Regions from separate parts of the Zea mays genome. Here region 2 is linked to region 1. Evidence: chromatin contacts called from public Hi-C data. All regions are on one chromosome and are shown on one strand. The core of a region is the stretch at or near the end of the contact, and the rest is flanking DNA. Distances in the headings are between cores, read along the strand shown.

Region 1 (7,612 bases), core at 2,198-4,697:
GAGTCAGAAGCAGAAACAGTGAACACTGCCACACACACTATGCCACTCGCTCTAGTTTATGTAGAAGACAACATTTTACTAAGTCTGTTATACTCACTATAGTATATTTAGGCACTACATAACATTGACTAAATTCTATTTCGAGAGAATGCTAACTAAGAGCACCTCTAACAAGCTGATTTAAAACAGTGTCTACAAAGTTAAAATACTACATAATTTAAAGTGTTTAGGGTACTAAAAACAAATTGCGCTTCAACAGTTAAGCTCTAAATCATGTATTTTACAAAGTAAACTATATTACTAGAAAATAAATTATTGAGAATGATGTAGAAAAAACAAGGATATGACACTACTATGTGTAGTATGTATATTTGAGTCATTTTATAGCGCGTGTCCTATATTTGGGGCATTTTACGGGAGACGCCATGGATGGCCTGACGTGTAGAAGGAGACTGGTGACTGGAGGTAGAAGAAAAGAGATTGACTATTGGATCTCCATCCAACGGCTGGAAATCAATCGAGTGTCCCAATCAATTTAAAATACGTACTCAGTTACGGAGTATACATCAGCTTCTATTTATTCGGAAGCTGCAGATAAACAAGGCCAACTGTTCTTCGTTCAGCATCCGCTGCTTAATTAATTGTCGCATTAGTTGCACATTTCTTAACATCTGACAATTAACGCAATGCAATCCCTGTTAACGATCGACCTTACGGCACAGTCGTCGTCGTCCCAGATTGAGCATATGACAAAGCTATACAGCAAATATAGATATAGATATAGATATAGCTGAGACTTAAAAAAACATGCAAATCACGAGTGTGTAGTAGGGGCGCTTAATTGCTTGCCTAGCTTGCCCCGTCGACCACACCAGCACCAGTCGCCATGCCACGCGACGACGACGTTTGTAGTTGCTGAATCCTCGTCCATGCATGCATGTGGATACATCGGAACGACGCTAGCTGCTAGCTGATTAATCAGTACACTATTAGCAGCATACACTGGCAGCAGGCTAGAAGGCGATCTTGCCGATGAGCGGTATGCCGATGGCGGTGACGACGAGCGTGGAAGGGACGCCGAACACGACGTGGCTCCAGAAGCTGAGGTCGTGCGCGTTGCGCGGCGCGCGGCGCGCCTGCTCGCACACGATCAGGTTCGCCGCCGACCCCAGGAGCGACAGGTTGCCCGCCACCGTGCTCACCCACGCCAGCAGCAGCCACGACCGCGTCACCGCCGACGCAGAGATCGTCGCCGCAGAGGCCGCCACCTCGTCCCCCATCAGCAGCACTGAAGATATATATAGTGTATATATGAGGAGTAATTAACATATACATGTGGCCACACACAGTATATAATTGCCAGAAGTACGTGTCAAGTACACTAGTTTTTATCAATATGTCGTGTCAAAGGAGGTAACATTAGTGCTTAACGAGCTGGTGTTCACGATCGACCACACACTTACTTGAAAATAACTAGAGATAATATATATATAAGCAGACGTTTGACTACTTTCACGCCCCTACTTGTTAGTTGCTAAAAGGAAAGAAACCTTTAACCACAAAATATCTTAGCTATAGGAAGGAACACGTACTATTTGCCATTTTGCCACGCTTTCAGTTTCATGTGTCATATATGCGTTGTGTATAATTTAGGTCATTATATAGTGCACTCTGTACACGCACACACACACTAGCTAGCTAGTAGCCATTGAACTTAGTTTGGTGCTTTTTTGTCAGTTGTAGTACATGAAAAAAAAGAGTAGTGTGTTTCATCACTTTTTATAACAAGTGTGGTTTAGCAGTTGTACTACAGTATATATATATGTACGTATTTACGTTTACCCCTAATTAAAAAAAGCATGCATGTCCTAATATATATATGTAATACCAGTTGGCACGTTGGACGCGAGATTGGAGAGGAGCAGGATGATGAGGGAGAGCACGGTGACGCCGCTGACGTGGTTGATCTTTGCGTAGGGCGCCATGAAGTTCCAGATGGCCCCTGGCAGCCCCGTCTTGTTGAACCCACTCACCGTCACGAACATCCCCGAGAAGAAGACCAGTAGCGAGTAGGACACCTGCGCACACGTGCACCCCCAGAACATATACACATGAGATCGATGTGCAGCATGCCCACCACGTACCATTCCATTCCTCCTCTTGCGACGTGAGCAAGCTTAGTTACGTACCTTGTCGAGGCACGGCTCGGCGTCGCGGAAGTCAACGACGACGAGCGCGATGGCGGTGGTAATGGCGGTCCACGACATGTTGAGGCCGAGCATGTATGCCACGAGCATGCCAACGGTGACGACGTACGCGAAGCTCTTGAGGAACAGCTTACGCCGGTGCTCCGAGCACTGCATGAACCACCGGTGCTTTGTCGGGATGTTCTCTGACATCATGGAGTCGGGGTCGTCATCGTCCGCGTCGTGGCCGTGGCCGTGGCCGTTGCCGTTGCCGTTCTGGCGCTGGCGCAGGGCGACGTGCTGGGCGGCGGTGGGGCTACTCTTGAGCGAGAGCACCGAGGCCGGCGACCGCCCTTCCTCGACGGCCTCCATCTCCTTCTCATCATCGGGGCTGCCGCATGCGGCGGCGCCCTCGAGGTCGTTCCAGTACATGCAGAGCAGCATGACCGTGTTGACGCCCATCCCGGCCAGCATGGCGGGCAGGATGCCGAAGAAGAAGCTGAGGAAGGTGATCTTGCTGTTGAAGGCGATGACCAGGTTCTGCGGGTTGCCGATGGGCGTGGCGCTGGAGCCGATGTTGGCGCTGGTGGCGAGCGCCAGCAGGAATGGCTTGGCGGGGAGGTTGCGCTCGGCGGCCAGCTCCAGCACGAACTCGGTGAGCACGACGCAGCAGGTGTCGTTGGTGAATAGCGCGCTGGCGAGCGCGGTGACGACGCAGACGCGGCACAGCAGGTCGCGGCCGCCCTGGCTCCGCCACGCCAGCAGCTTGCCCAGGTGCTTGAACATGCCGGCGCCCTTGAGGTAGCCGCCCACCACCATGGTGGCGAACAGCAGGCCCAGGATCGGGAGGTCGATGGAGGCGTACGCGTCGTCGGCGCTGATCACGTGGAACACGATCATCAGCACCGCGCCCAGCAGCGCCCCCGCCGTGCGCCCGATCGGCAGGAACGGCACCGAGGGGAACACCGCCAGCATCCAGAACACGCCGAACGCCAGCGAACCCATCACCACCTTGGGCAGAGGCGCCAGCTGCGACATGGCTGATGGATGGGATGGAATGGAACTCACCTTGTTGCGACCACTCTCTGCTTTGAGCTCGACGAAGCAGAGGGGTGCCTCGCCTGAGGTTTATGTAGTGGCAGAGCAAGACCCTGCATGCTCTCCAGGTGACGTCAAATATCTCGGTGTGGGGGCTACCTACAGAAGGAGCTATAGTGTCCGAGGTCTGTTGGCGCTCGAGATTTTTCTTGGTATAAAGTTATATCGGATCTCTTGATCCAACTTGTAGCCATTAGGCTGTGCGCAGCGGTACACGCTAGCCATCTCCCTCCCCTTACATGGCGGCTGTAGGGGGCACCCTACGCCCGCAGCGGTGCCCCCTACAGCGTCCTCTACGCGTCGGCCCCCTTCTCTCTCTCCCTCTAGATCTAGCGTGTCACTGTTTATCACCCTAAACACTGTGCTGTAGGTCCACGAGTAATTATTAGTAGATAAAAAATTGATAGTTCAAATAGATAATGATATTTTATAGTTGTAGTGGGGTATAGGGGAGTATTTAGAGGGAACCGCTGCGAGAGATGAAAAAATAGGGGGAAAATAGGGGGAAAAGTGATATACGAGAAAAAATTTAGTGGTAACGGTTGCGGATAGCCTTACCTTCTTTAATGCCCACCCCCTCTCTCGTGTCCCGCTGCGCTGAACCACCTCGCGCTCGCGGCCACCGCTTCGTCCACTGTTGCCTACGACTGCTTCCACGCTAAGACTACCCGCATCGAGGACTGAAAACCGAACGCTACCAACGTATGCAGTAGAGAAACTGCCGCAACGGGGCACCTCGTCTACAAATGGCAATAAGGCTGTCCGCACTGGTGACTGTAAGCACCAACCTTAAATATTTACAGCGCGAGGACAGCTGCAACGGTGGACTGGAAGCACTACTGTAAGCTTACGGTTGGCTAGGAGAACCTTATATCTAGCGCACCCTTTTCTTCAACTTTATAATCTCTCTCCTCTCCTCGTTGGCTGGCAGCTGGGTATGGATAGGATAGAGGTGAAAAATAAATAATAATAGAATATGTGATAGTTGGTATAGGGTAGATATATATAGAGTAATTGTGACCGTGAAGAATTGTTGAATATAGTAAAAAACCTCGCTGACCAGGATGGAATATTCCTTTTAGGGTAGAGAAATAGGGTAGTATGAGTGCGGATAGCCTAAGGACCCGTTCCCCAATTTACCGCGGAGAATTTCTCCGTTACGATATAGGGATGGACAGGTTTCTTCCCCTATGAAGATTACCTATGGAGATTAAACGGAGAATACACGTTTCACGAGGGTAAATGGGGATAGGGACAAGAAGCATTCCCCATCCTCAATCCCATATGGACCCATTAAACTTGCACATGGCAATATTTTCACGTACTAGTTAATGCTAAAAGAAATAATTATCTTGTCAAGATATCAGTCGTTGCACAAATGTGTTAATTTTGAAGTACATATAATGATTTCTTACATCTTACGATGTATATAAGTGACAATGTTTTGCAATAATAACAATGACATATGGCATACTTATAATTTAAGCGGGATCGGGGTCCTAATTACTCCAAACGTGCTAGTACGTTCAAGATCGTGAGCTGGCGCAATATGTGGTAGTTGATATATGGTTGAGATACAGAGTAAATATATAACTACGAAGATTGTGGTATATGATAGATAATCTTGATAGAATATCTTTTTAAAGTACGAATTTAGAATATTATGAGCGCGCGGATAGCCTAACTTGGTTTTACCCTATCACTGTGACGTCCACGCTAACCACCTTGACGACTCATGGCGGCTCAATACTTCAGTCTTGCTCTCTAGATTTGCTGTGGTAGTACATTTTGTTTTGTGAAGCCCATCAAAATCCTTGTATGTTGGCGCTACGCTGCTACTCCAAACCCTGCCTAAGCTGTCGTTAGTGGCGGACCCAATTGTTATGTTTAGGTTGTGCCAAACAATATTAAAAAAGAAACAAAAAAATAAGGGTTCAAAAGGCTCAAACTATGGCTAATATATAAGTTCAAGATACAATGTTTATACTACTAGACTAACTACTCTTCTTTAATCTTAGAGTGTGCCGTGGCCTATATAGACCATCCACTGAATCTAGTTCGGACCGTCACCGGGGTTGGATATACATGATCGATTAGATGTTAATTTAATCACGAAGTACGAATCGAACGGGAGAGAAATTAAACTAAAAATATCAACCAATTAACCTTAAGGCAAAAACTAACCACAGTACAGTAGTACACCACACTAAAACGTCAATCTTTGTTTTATTTATTTTTGTTATTTTAAAAAACACGATTTCATGAACCAAAAATATCACCGATACCAACTGCTTTGCATATCACGTACACGTAAGCATGCACTTTCTATTTCCTAAGCGAGGTAGCTTGTCCACACCACGCGCGTGCTAAAACTACCGGCCGCACAGGCACAGCTGCAAGTGGTATAGCACGTCGGTCGTCGGCCGTGCGAATGCAACCCTCTACCACCAGTGGTGAAGCTAGGTGCATAAGGATAAGATGTAGGTAATGCTTATACGATGAAAATTTAACTACTATAACTAATTTTTTGATTTTGGGGGTGCATGCTAACACGTAGCTTCGCCCCTGTCTACGACGTACCGTACCGTAATAAGTGGTATATCACGCGTGGTAAAACTACCATACATGTATGCATGCGTGACACGTACAATACCCTCTACGGCACGCGCTGCTTTGACCTGTGTCTGTGTGACTATGGGGGTCTCTGACGAGAGAGTCTCTGCCATTTGATCCCGCTCCGCCCGGCCGGCTGTGTGCTCTTTGTGCAATTAATCGGGCTAGCTAGCTGCTATAAAATACTCTTCTCGGAACCTGAGTGCCAATTTCAGGCCACGCCTTAAATATACATATAACTGTCATTAACTTGAAAGTGTGCTCATCAACTTGCTGCGGTGGAGCTTTCTTGCTTTAGGTAAGCATCGGCATCACGGGTTAATGATATGGTTAATCTTGATTAAGAGTGTAGTACTCGACTGCATCCTTTTGGTTGCTAAAGGCTAAAGCGCAACAGTGGCCAACGATTATCTGATACGTATATGTGTAGTGGACGGCGGTGCTTCGGAAGTGCAGTGATTGGCCTAAAGGCCACCGGGAAAGCGTGTGCCTATATATATGCAAATATATATATATATGCAGACACAGTGAGAGGGGCAGCGCTATTCATCATCTCGGATTAGCCCCACTCACTTGACCCACGCCCACTACGAGTCACCCCGCGAGCGCGCTAACCATCACACCCTGATCAGTCCACACACCGTAACCACCCCACCCCACAATGTGTTATTCCTAACACATTCTGCGGAATGACTGAAACCATAATGGAATGACTAAAGTTATAATAGAATGATTAAAACTATAACGGAATGACTGAAACTATATCAGAAATTCAGAATGACCGAATGGGTGAATGCATAAGACTCTAATGGAATGACTGAAAAATGTAATAGTAAAGAATGGCGGAAGGCGTGACGAAAGCCGTAATGAAATGAGCTACAACTATAGGAGAATTATTGAAATTATAACGGAATAGCTGAATGAGTGAATGGTTGAGACTGTAATGTGACCACTTAAATTATAACCGGTAATGGATTGTAACAGAATAACTAAAACGGTAACAAAATCAGTGGAATGATTGTACTAAATAACATAAAAGGGACCCACCTAATAAATAATGGACGTAAAAAATCGTCGCCCCAGTAGAACCAAAGCGGGTTAATCGGATCTGTTCTTTGGTCTAGAGTGTTGATTCCATCGACTGGTTGATTGGCTACCTGATTAATTAGTTTGGTTAGACCGCATGTCCAACAAATTAAATAGAGTGTGTGTTCGTCACTTTGTGTGAAGCTTAACGATATTCGGTCATTCCCTTTAAGTAATTACTAGCTTCACCTAAGGTGACGAATAACACCGCCTCATATATATTATGATGATTTGAGCATCATCAATTCTACTACAGACTTACTAGAGGTAATGAATATATGCATGACATATACAAGTAATCATTCTTAGGTTGTCAATTTTACGCCGAATCAAAAGTTGGTTCATCATGGCATCGCGGCCGGCCGGCCGTTTTTCCCTTGCGGTACTACTTTGGATGAAAGAAGAAACCAGTCCCTAGGTATTTTGAACTTGGGAAAGAAGAGAAAGGACAACTACACCGTAGTCCGTGTCGAAATAGGGTACCTGCGGAAAGAGGGTTTGCGGGACTGTGCACATGTTGTTCCTTGCATCTCTTACACAGCTTCGGATGCTGATCTGACGTACACATATGTTAGCCGGTGGCTGCGGCGAACGATATTGACGGAGGAGGGTCGGGCCCTGTAGCATCT
Region 2 (7,612 bases), core at 3,594-6,093, 280 kb after region 1:
TATGTACTCATAACCGTAACATAAATCGCCAGGGATTAACTAGTCTTTTCCTCTTTGGCTCGACATTATGCTTTACCTTCGTTGTCATCCTAAGCCAAAGTTGTCGTCCTTTAGCTGTAGCTTCGACATTTGTTGTTATCGTTTTCAGACAATGTCTTCGTCTCAAGGATCTTCGGCGGGGAAAAGATACTCATCACAAAGCTTTTCTTATGACGAGACTCGTGTAATATTTGATAATATACTAGAAACAAAAGGTTAGTCGTGTTGTTGAGAACCATCGGAAGAGAAAAGCCTCCAACAATATATATGAATTAAGGTGAATTCAACTACATTCAAACAAGCATTATTAGCATGTTCTTCATCTTATTCAATCACCGATATACAAGTACCTCGTCTTGTAGGCTTGTACACACAAATTGTATACGAGACTGCAAATGTGTTTGGTTACATTACAGCTGGGAACAGTCACGTCCACGAGGTCTCCTTCGTCCCTCCAATTCTAACGGAACAGGAGATGGTGCTAGAATGATCTGATCCAAATCTTAACTCTGAACCAAATAATCGTACCTAATGGATCCTCCCCTCCCGTCTAGTCCTACCATTGGAACCAAACACAAATGGGGTGCGGCGTGATCTGGGCCTGCCAAGCGCAGCTCACCGCTGGCAGCCCACAGGCGATGGAAAAAATTGAAGCGCAGCAACGCCGTCGTGCGAATCGCAGAACCGGCACTGCCGCCGCCTCATCACCGTGTAATCTTGGATCACGGCGCCAAGCGCGAGATTCGGTGCCAGCTCCCGGTGCGCGAGCGGCTGGCCGGTCACGGGGGAGGCGCCGTTCCCTCCGTCCAGCCAGCCTCTGATGGCGTCGCCCTCGTACGTGAACCCGTCTGCCGCGACGTGGGGATCCCTCATGGGCTCCTGCATATACGTGAATTCAACGACATTCAAACAAGAGCGCCAAGCATGCACTGTACTCAGCGCCTGCGGAGGATGCAATGCAAGCACCCACACCTGAAGGATCGGGCAGAGGAAGCAGGCCGGGACGCGGTCTTCGTCGTACGGCGACTGGATGACGGACGACGGCGAGAACGCGGCCAGCTTGCTCTGGTTGAGCCGCGCTTCCAGTTCCAGGTCCCTTTCACCGGTGCCCAGATCGTGTTGTGTCTGGACATGCTCCTCCTCCTCCTCCTGTTGCTCAGTCGCTTGACCGCCGGCTGTTCGCAAAACGGCATCCTCGTCGACGTCGTGGCCTTCCAGGGACGACCTCTCTGACATGGCCTCCTGGAGTTCGTCCGCTGCCGTGTTTCGCTCGACCACGAACACCTGCTTCGCCTGCATTAACCGCGCGATCTCTCGGTGCGCTCTTGCAAGAGCTCCTTCGAGCTCTTCACGCTTCCTCGTCTCCTCAAAGTACAACTCCTGGTATTCCTTTGCCTGCGAGATTCAGAGTTCTCATCGATATGTGCAACTATCTTTTTTTTGTCGTTGTTGTTCGACTACAAGTGATTTGTCATTGAAATATACTAGTTGGTTGTGTGAGATTGTACTTTCTGAAGCGCGGAGGCCACTTCTCCATCTGCCTTTTGGCGCCTGGAAGATTCGTTTAGGGCTCTCTTCATCAGGTTCTCAGCTGCTATGCATGCCTCTTTCAGCTCATCGTATAACCCCAGCTCCGACTTAGCTTCGTCCTTCACAACAGTAGTGGGAAGAAAAAAACACAAAAATATAAGCTTGGCATGATCATCAGAATCAGTGAGATCCCATTAAACACTCTGCCACACCTCTTTCTGGTGAGACACTACTAACTGCAGAGCCTGGTGATCAAGATCATCAGGGACAAAAGGTGTAGCTGATGGCGCAACCTCCTCTTCCACACCCCTGTCATATGGAAGCCGATCAGAAATTTGTGAACCCCACATTGTTCATTGGCCACCACCACCACCGAAATCCAAAAGTTACTACTCAGACTTTACCTGGTACAGATCAGTTGTCCCTTGCAAACAAACCAGATCTTGCACGATGGATCAGCTCTCTGCATGATTTCTGTTGCTGTCCTACACTTGGGTCTATCCATCTTTCTGAAACCGAAGTTGACAAATGCACTCTTGATACATGACGGATTTATAACTTCCTAAGCTTACCAGATGCAGAATTCAAATTTGAAAAAACAGATTTTTTTTGTCTGATTCACCTTGAATATTGCCTGTCTGCAGCAGCTGCAATAACTAGCCTAGTGACTTTATGCAAGACGACGAGTTCAACCAGACCGGCCACAACGTCGTCCTTCTCAAAAACTAGTTTCTCACATTTGACCTGAATTCACAGAACATGGGGACCTATCAGCCATCCTGTTCGGTTTTGGAACTCGATGCTAACTGTTAAATTGGTAACTGCTCGCCAAAACCATCTGAAGAAGGTAAATGTAAAATAGCACCTTCATTTTTGAGCACTGGCGAACATAACCGTCTAGCTGTTTGTCCACCCTCTCATGCTCAATCCTTCTGAACAGTTTCACTTGCTCGGGGCTCAGTTTACTAGAGTGGAACTTGACCCCCACTGACATAAAAAGATAGGATCAATAAAACCATCTAACCACAGCAGCATATGTAAAAAAAGCATATGTAATAAGATGAAGAAGCACGTACTCACTGGAATCATCTGTGGCGGGACATGCACATGTGCGATCACAACCGTGGTTCTGCCGCCGCCGCCGCCGCCGAAACGGTCGAGAGCCCACGCCAGCGTGGACTGCCCCGCCTTCACCTCCGCCGGCAGCGCGACGAACACCTTATCCACCACCGCTGCCGCCATCTTCTTCGCAAAGAGTTCGCCGTGAAGAGCCTCGGTTTAGAAGAGCTCCTCCTTGTCGTCCGGTGGCATAAGGAACACGCAGACGTTGGACTTGTATAAGATAGTACAACACAAGAGACTTTGGACGCGGGACAGCGACACCGTGCGAGGTCGCGAGGAGGGAGGAAGCCAACGGCACGCGACAGCGACGTACAGAGAGACAAGGAGGAAGTTCCCAGGCTACCAGCACAGCAGTTCTTTAGCTCAGTGTGAGCGCCTGTCGCATCAGACAAATTTTCGTTTGTTTCGTAACGCCTTGAGCAGTTGACTGACTTAACAGTCACCCACGCGATGTTTTGCTTTGGTCCAAGTTTCAACTGACTGGGAGCAAAGCACACGGCATGAGGTTTGAGCATCTTAAATTTTTAATGTAGACAAAATGTTGAATTACATCTAGTATCAAAATATTGAATTACATACATATTAAATTATTAATGTAGAATATCAAAATTTAAATCTTGTATAGCGTTTAACACCTGGGGAAGATTTGGCTACATATGCCCGATAAGTGATAACAAAAGCAGAGTCTCAGGCTCCCAGCAACATTGATAAGGGAGCAATCATGCAGACAATGGGCAATTCAATATCACTCAAATTTCAATACAGAATATTCAACCAATTCAATGCTGGTGGTGCTGTACTGGGATATCAGTAGTTCAGATACCGTGTGGTTTTGTTTTTTTTTTTTTTGGACGTAGCATAAACCTAGTTTTGTTTTAACCGGAAGGTGGCAGGTGCAGACTAAACATACACAGCCATGCACTAGAACGGTAGAACCCAACGACCCATTCTTGAGCTTATATTAAACATAAAGGCTTGCAGCTCACTTAAAATGCAGCATAGAAGGTACACCGTCACTAGAACTTATTTCATGAGATTCTTTAAGCATGCAGAAGTAGGAACAAAATAAAAGCTAACTGGAGGTTCAGGAGCTGAAAGCTCTGTCTAAGATCAGAATATATCCCTGTTGAGTATTGAAGTTGGCTGCCGTAAGGAGGATGTTGTTGTAGTAGATGTGAAAAAGTCAGATGAATAATCAACAATAATAGGGAAGAAATATTTTCATTGGAAATTTCGTAGCATTCTTTGCAACACTGTCACATCACCAAAAGTGCTTTGAAACTACGGATAAAACAAATATCTCTCAATGCAATATTTCGTTTCACTATTTTATAGACTAACATACCAAATAAATATCACAACTCAATAGCCAATAAAAAATAGTAAAATATATGAAGATAAAAATAAATCAGTTTTAATGAAAGTTTCGTACGGTTTTTAAGACCTTGAAATCGAGTTAACATGGTTCTATCTCCATACAACTAATTTCATCATATAAAACTCAATCCTCTTAAATACTATTAGTTGTATGGAGATGAAACCATGTTAACTCGATTTCATCATATAAAACTCAATCCTCTTAAAACTCAATCGAGTATGTCATATCATTAATTTTTTTGTGACACACTATTAGTATATCCATGAAACCACCGTTGTGAATAGCGGTACGCCGCTACGACAGTGTAACTGAATAGCTGATAAAGCACCCATGGGTTACCTAAACGGCTAAACCCTAGACTAGCCACTCCAATTCCGACGTGTCGATAACAAAGAGCACCAGGAGAGTACGAGTGGGGGTGCCGGCGTCCGGCGTCCGTATGTAACAAACTAACAACGACATCGATGATTCATCAACTATGGTTAAGGTTGGATGTTGGATGGCTCGGTCCCAAGCCACCTCAGCCACGAACGGGGCAAAGCGCGAGGCTCGTGGGCCTATTTGCCAAAAAACCATGTGGATAAAACCTTTTGGGCTGCTGGGTTTACTTGGCGTGTTGGCGTCTCTCATCCACTGACTACTCGGCCCGACCAATTATGGACCCCACCCGTTCGGCAACCTACACAGCTACACGTCATTGTATTGTATCGATCATTATCCGTGCAACCAGCCAATGAGCCAACCACCCATTCCACCACCCTGCAATTCCAGTCCGATTTGGACATTGTCTTCGTCTCCTTCATCCCCTGCCCACCTGTTCTGCTCTGCCGCCGCCGCCGCTGCCGCTCCCGCTGCCGCAGGAACCCTAGACCACGCTGAGCAACCCCCGGCCTACACGGCGTAGCTTTGCAGGAAATGGAATACGGCGCCGTCCTCGCCGCCGCGCCGCTCGTCGCACGGCCGAACTGGCTCCTCCTCTCGCCGCCGCCACTGGCGCCGTCTATTCAGGTCGTGCTGTACTGTTGTTAGCTTTGTGTTTGCCTGTTTGGTGCGGGACACGTTTCTGGTGTGGAAGCGTGGAATCTGGTGAGGTAATTGACCGGGAATGGGAGGAGGGGACTGGGGAATCTCGGTACGAGGGGAATCCGAGGTGTTAAATCATCGAAGTGGTGAGTACTTTTACGCCCACGCGTTTAATATTCTAAGCTGCAATGCTTTTTTTTTGCTCGTGCAGATTCAGAATCGTCTTTATTCGATCTCGTCATTCCCACTAAAGGCTGGACCTGTAAGGGCATGCAGAGCTTTAGCAAGCAACTACACGTATGACATTTCCATTATAGTTATAGCATGCCTGGTTGGCATTTACCTGTCATTGATACTTTCTTGCACCGAATTGTCCACGGTTGTATCCATGTCCTCGATCTAGTTACGATCTTCTGATGTCATGGCACTTACTGCTTAGCAGGCAAACATCTGAAACAGTTGATTTGGACTGGGAGAACCTGGGTTTTGGGATTGTGCAAACTGATTATATGTATATTGCTAAGTGCGGGACAGACGGGAATTTTTCTGAGGGTGAAATGGTGCCTTTTGGACCTATAGCGCTGAGTCCATCTTCTGGAGTCCTAAATTATGGACAGGTTAGTAGGATGTATAGATTCTTTGTTTCATATATTCTGTGGTAGATCAGATTAACTGAAAACAGAGTACTTTTGAAGGCATAAATACTCCTATTTTTTGCGGTAAAATGACGTTGAGTCTGATTTGTAGGGATTGTTTGAGGGCCTAAAGGCGTATAAGAAAACTGATGGATCCATCCTATTATTTCGCCCAGAGGAAAATGCTGAGAGGATGCGGACAGGTGCTGAGAGGATGTGCATGCCTGCACCCTCTGTCGAGCAGTTTATTGATGCAGTAAAACAAACCGTTCTTGCAAATAAGAGATGGGTAAATTCACTGGATTGATACAAAGTTAGGGTACTTTTGTAGTGCTATACCCATTACTTATGATCATGATTTAATTGGTCATTAAATATCTTATGCTTCCAGATTCCTCCTACTGGTAAAGGTTCTCTGTATATTAGGCCCTTACTTATGGGAAGTGGGGCTGTTCTTGGTCTTGCACCTGCTCCTGAGTATACATTCATTATATTTGTCTCTCCTGTTGGAAACTACTTTAAGGTTGGTACTGGTTGTTTTAAAATTCTGTTTCCACTATTTTTGTAAAATACTTTTTAAAATAAATGACCATTAGATTATAAATTGACCTTTTTCCCCTATATATCATGTGCTATGTGCCCCATGGCCTTGTGCTGTGGAATTAAAGTTATGCTGCAACTAGAATTATGGTTATTGTTGTGCCGTTATTGGTTATGTTAAATCAGCCTATGGAGTTGTTGGATGTTGATGCGTGATGCGTCAAGATAAAAGTTATTTGTTGAATATATTCACTGGTGTCTGCAGGAAGGTTTAGCACCAATAAATTTGATAGTTGAAGACAAGTTCCATCGTGCTACTCCTGGTGGTACTGGGGGTGTGAAGACCATAGGAAATTATGCTTCGGTAATTCATCTATTCTACTTTGCTGCGCAAGTTATTGAAGCTACACCACTTAATTTCTGCAACGCTGCCCTGATACTGCTGTTGCCTATTTACATACTAATCTAGCTACTTTTTAGCTTCAAATATTCAAATTGCAAAAAAGCCAACAAGGTGATTGAATATAACGTGGCATAAGCACAATTCTTGAGAATACATCTTTTGTACCTTGCTACGAAATGGCAAAACTCGAAGCTAAGTATATGGTAAAAATGGAACAGTGACATGTAGATTTCCTGAAAATGAAGTGTTATATATGTTTATTTCTTACATAATAAGTGATTCATGCTAATGGATTTTAGACAAAAAGGTCTCCCCGCTTTATTTTATGAAAAAACAAAGCCAATATTATCCATGTGATTTAGTGGGTTCGAATGTGTGCCTGCCAAACTGATCACATTCCAATACGAGTTACTATCTGAGTTTATAAGTTCATTCTCGGATTGTGACTGCTTATGCGTTCACACATCTACCCAGGGTCGGTACAGCTTGCCGGTTGTTGACTAGTCTGGCCAGCTTGTATGCACTTGCCTCATCTCCGCCATAGCTGGTACCCAACCAACTCTGATTGGTGTCTTCAGTATCTCCTCTGACCTCAACACTTCCTCCATGCCTGGGACATCTTTCTGTTTGTATAACACTCGCCATCCTCTCAATATCTTCCCTGCAGCTCGCATCACCACCTTCAACATCTCGCCAGTGCTCTCCCTAAAAACAAACGGAATTTCGTGTTTTCCATAAGCTCCCTAAAATGGCAGAATTACAAGTGTTATTCACTGCGTTCTTATTATCAGAAATCCACCATCTAGCAACTGATTCAAAATCAGTACCGATCTGTACTTGTAAAATACGAGACATTAAATGCCAGTGCTCTTCTTTTATTGCTTGTTTCCATGTCAACTTCAGCTTTTCCCTGCCTATCTTCCCATTGCTATCCCACCTTAG

Evidence for each region. A called contact is a pair of places that touch in the nucleus more often than the background predicts.
Region 2: a contact with region 1 is called in a Hi-C map of ear, with 3 times the contacts expected there. The contact joins the promoter of LOC100191754 here to the promoter of LOC103637625 in region 1. A contact is called at or near these places in 3 of 25 Hi-C or Micro-C datasets (ear, endosperm and tassel).

Annotation. Positions count from the first base shown.
Region 1 is chr1:88,830,438-88,838,049 of Zm-B73-REFERENCE-NAM-5.0, forward strand. LOC103637625 (silicon efflux transporter LSI3) reads right to left here and starts at 3,448. Exons shown (of 3, transcript XM_008659936.4): 1 at 2,190-3,448; 2 at 1,889-2,078; 3 at 679-1,288. The coding sequence starts at 3,224. The coding sequence ends at 1,014.
Region 2 is chr1:89,113,218-89,120,829 of Zm-B73-REFERENCE-NAM-5.0, forward strand. LOC100191754 reads left to right here and starts at 4,844. Exons shown (of 10, transcript NM_001294151.1): 1 at 4,844-5,077; 2 at 5,304-5,389; 3 at 5,535-5,709; 4 at 5,840-6,016; 5 at 6,119-6,250; 6 at 6,533-6,631. The coding sequence starts at 4,985. It overlaps LOC103637627 (U-box domain-containing protein 36), which reads right to left and starts at 2,914. Exons shown (of 8, transcript XM_008659951.3): 1 at 2,646-2,914; 2 at 2,435-2,556; 3 at 2,192-2,313; 4 at 1,974-2,078; 5 at 1,782-1,878; 6 at 1,548-1,688; 7 at 1,012-1,434; 8 at 328-918. The coding sequence starts at 2,811. The coding sequence ends at 655.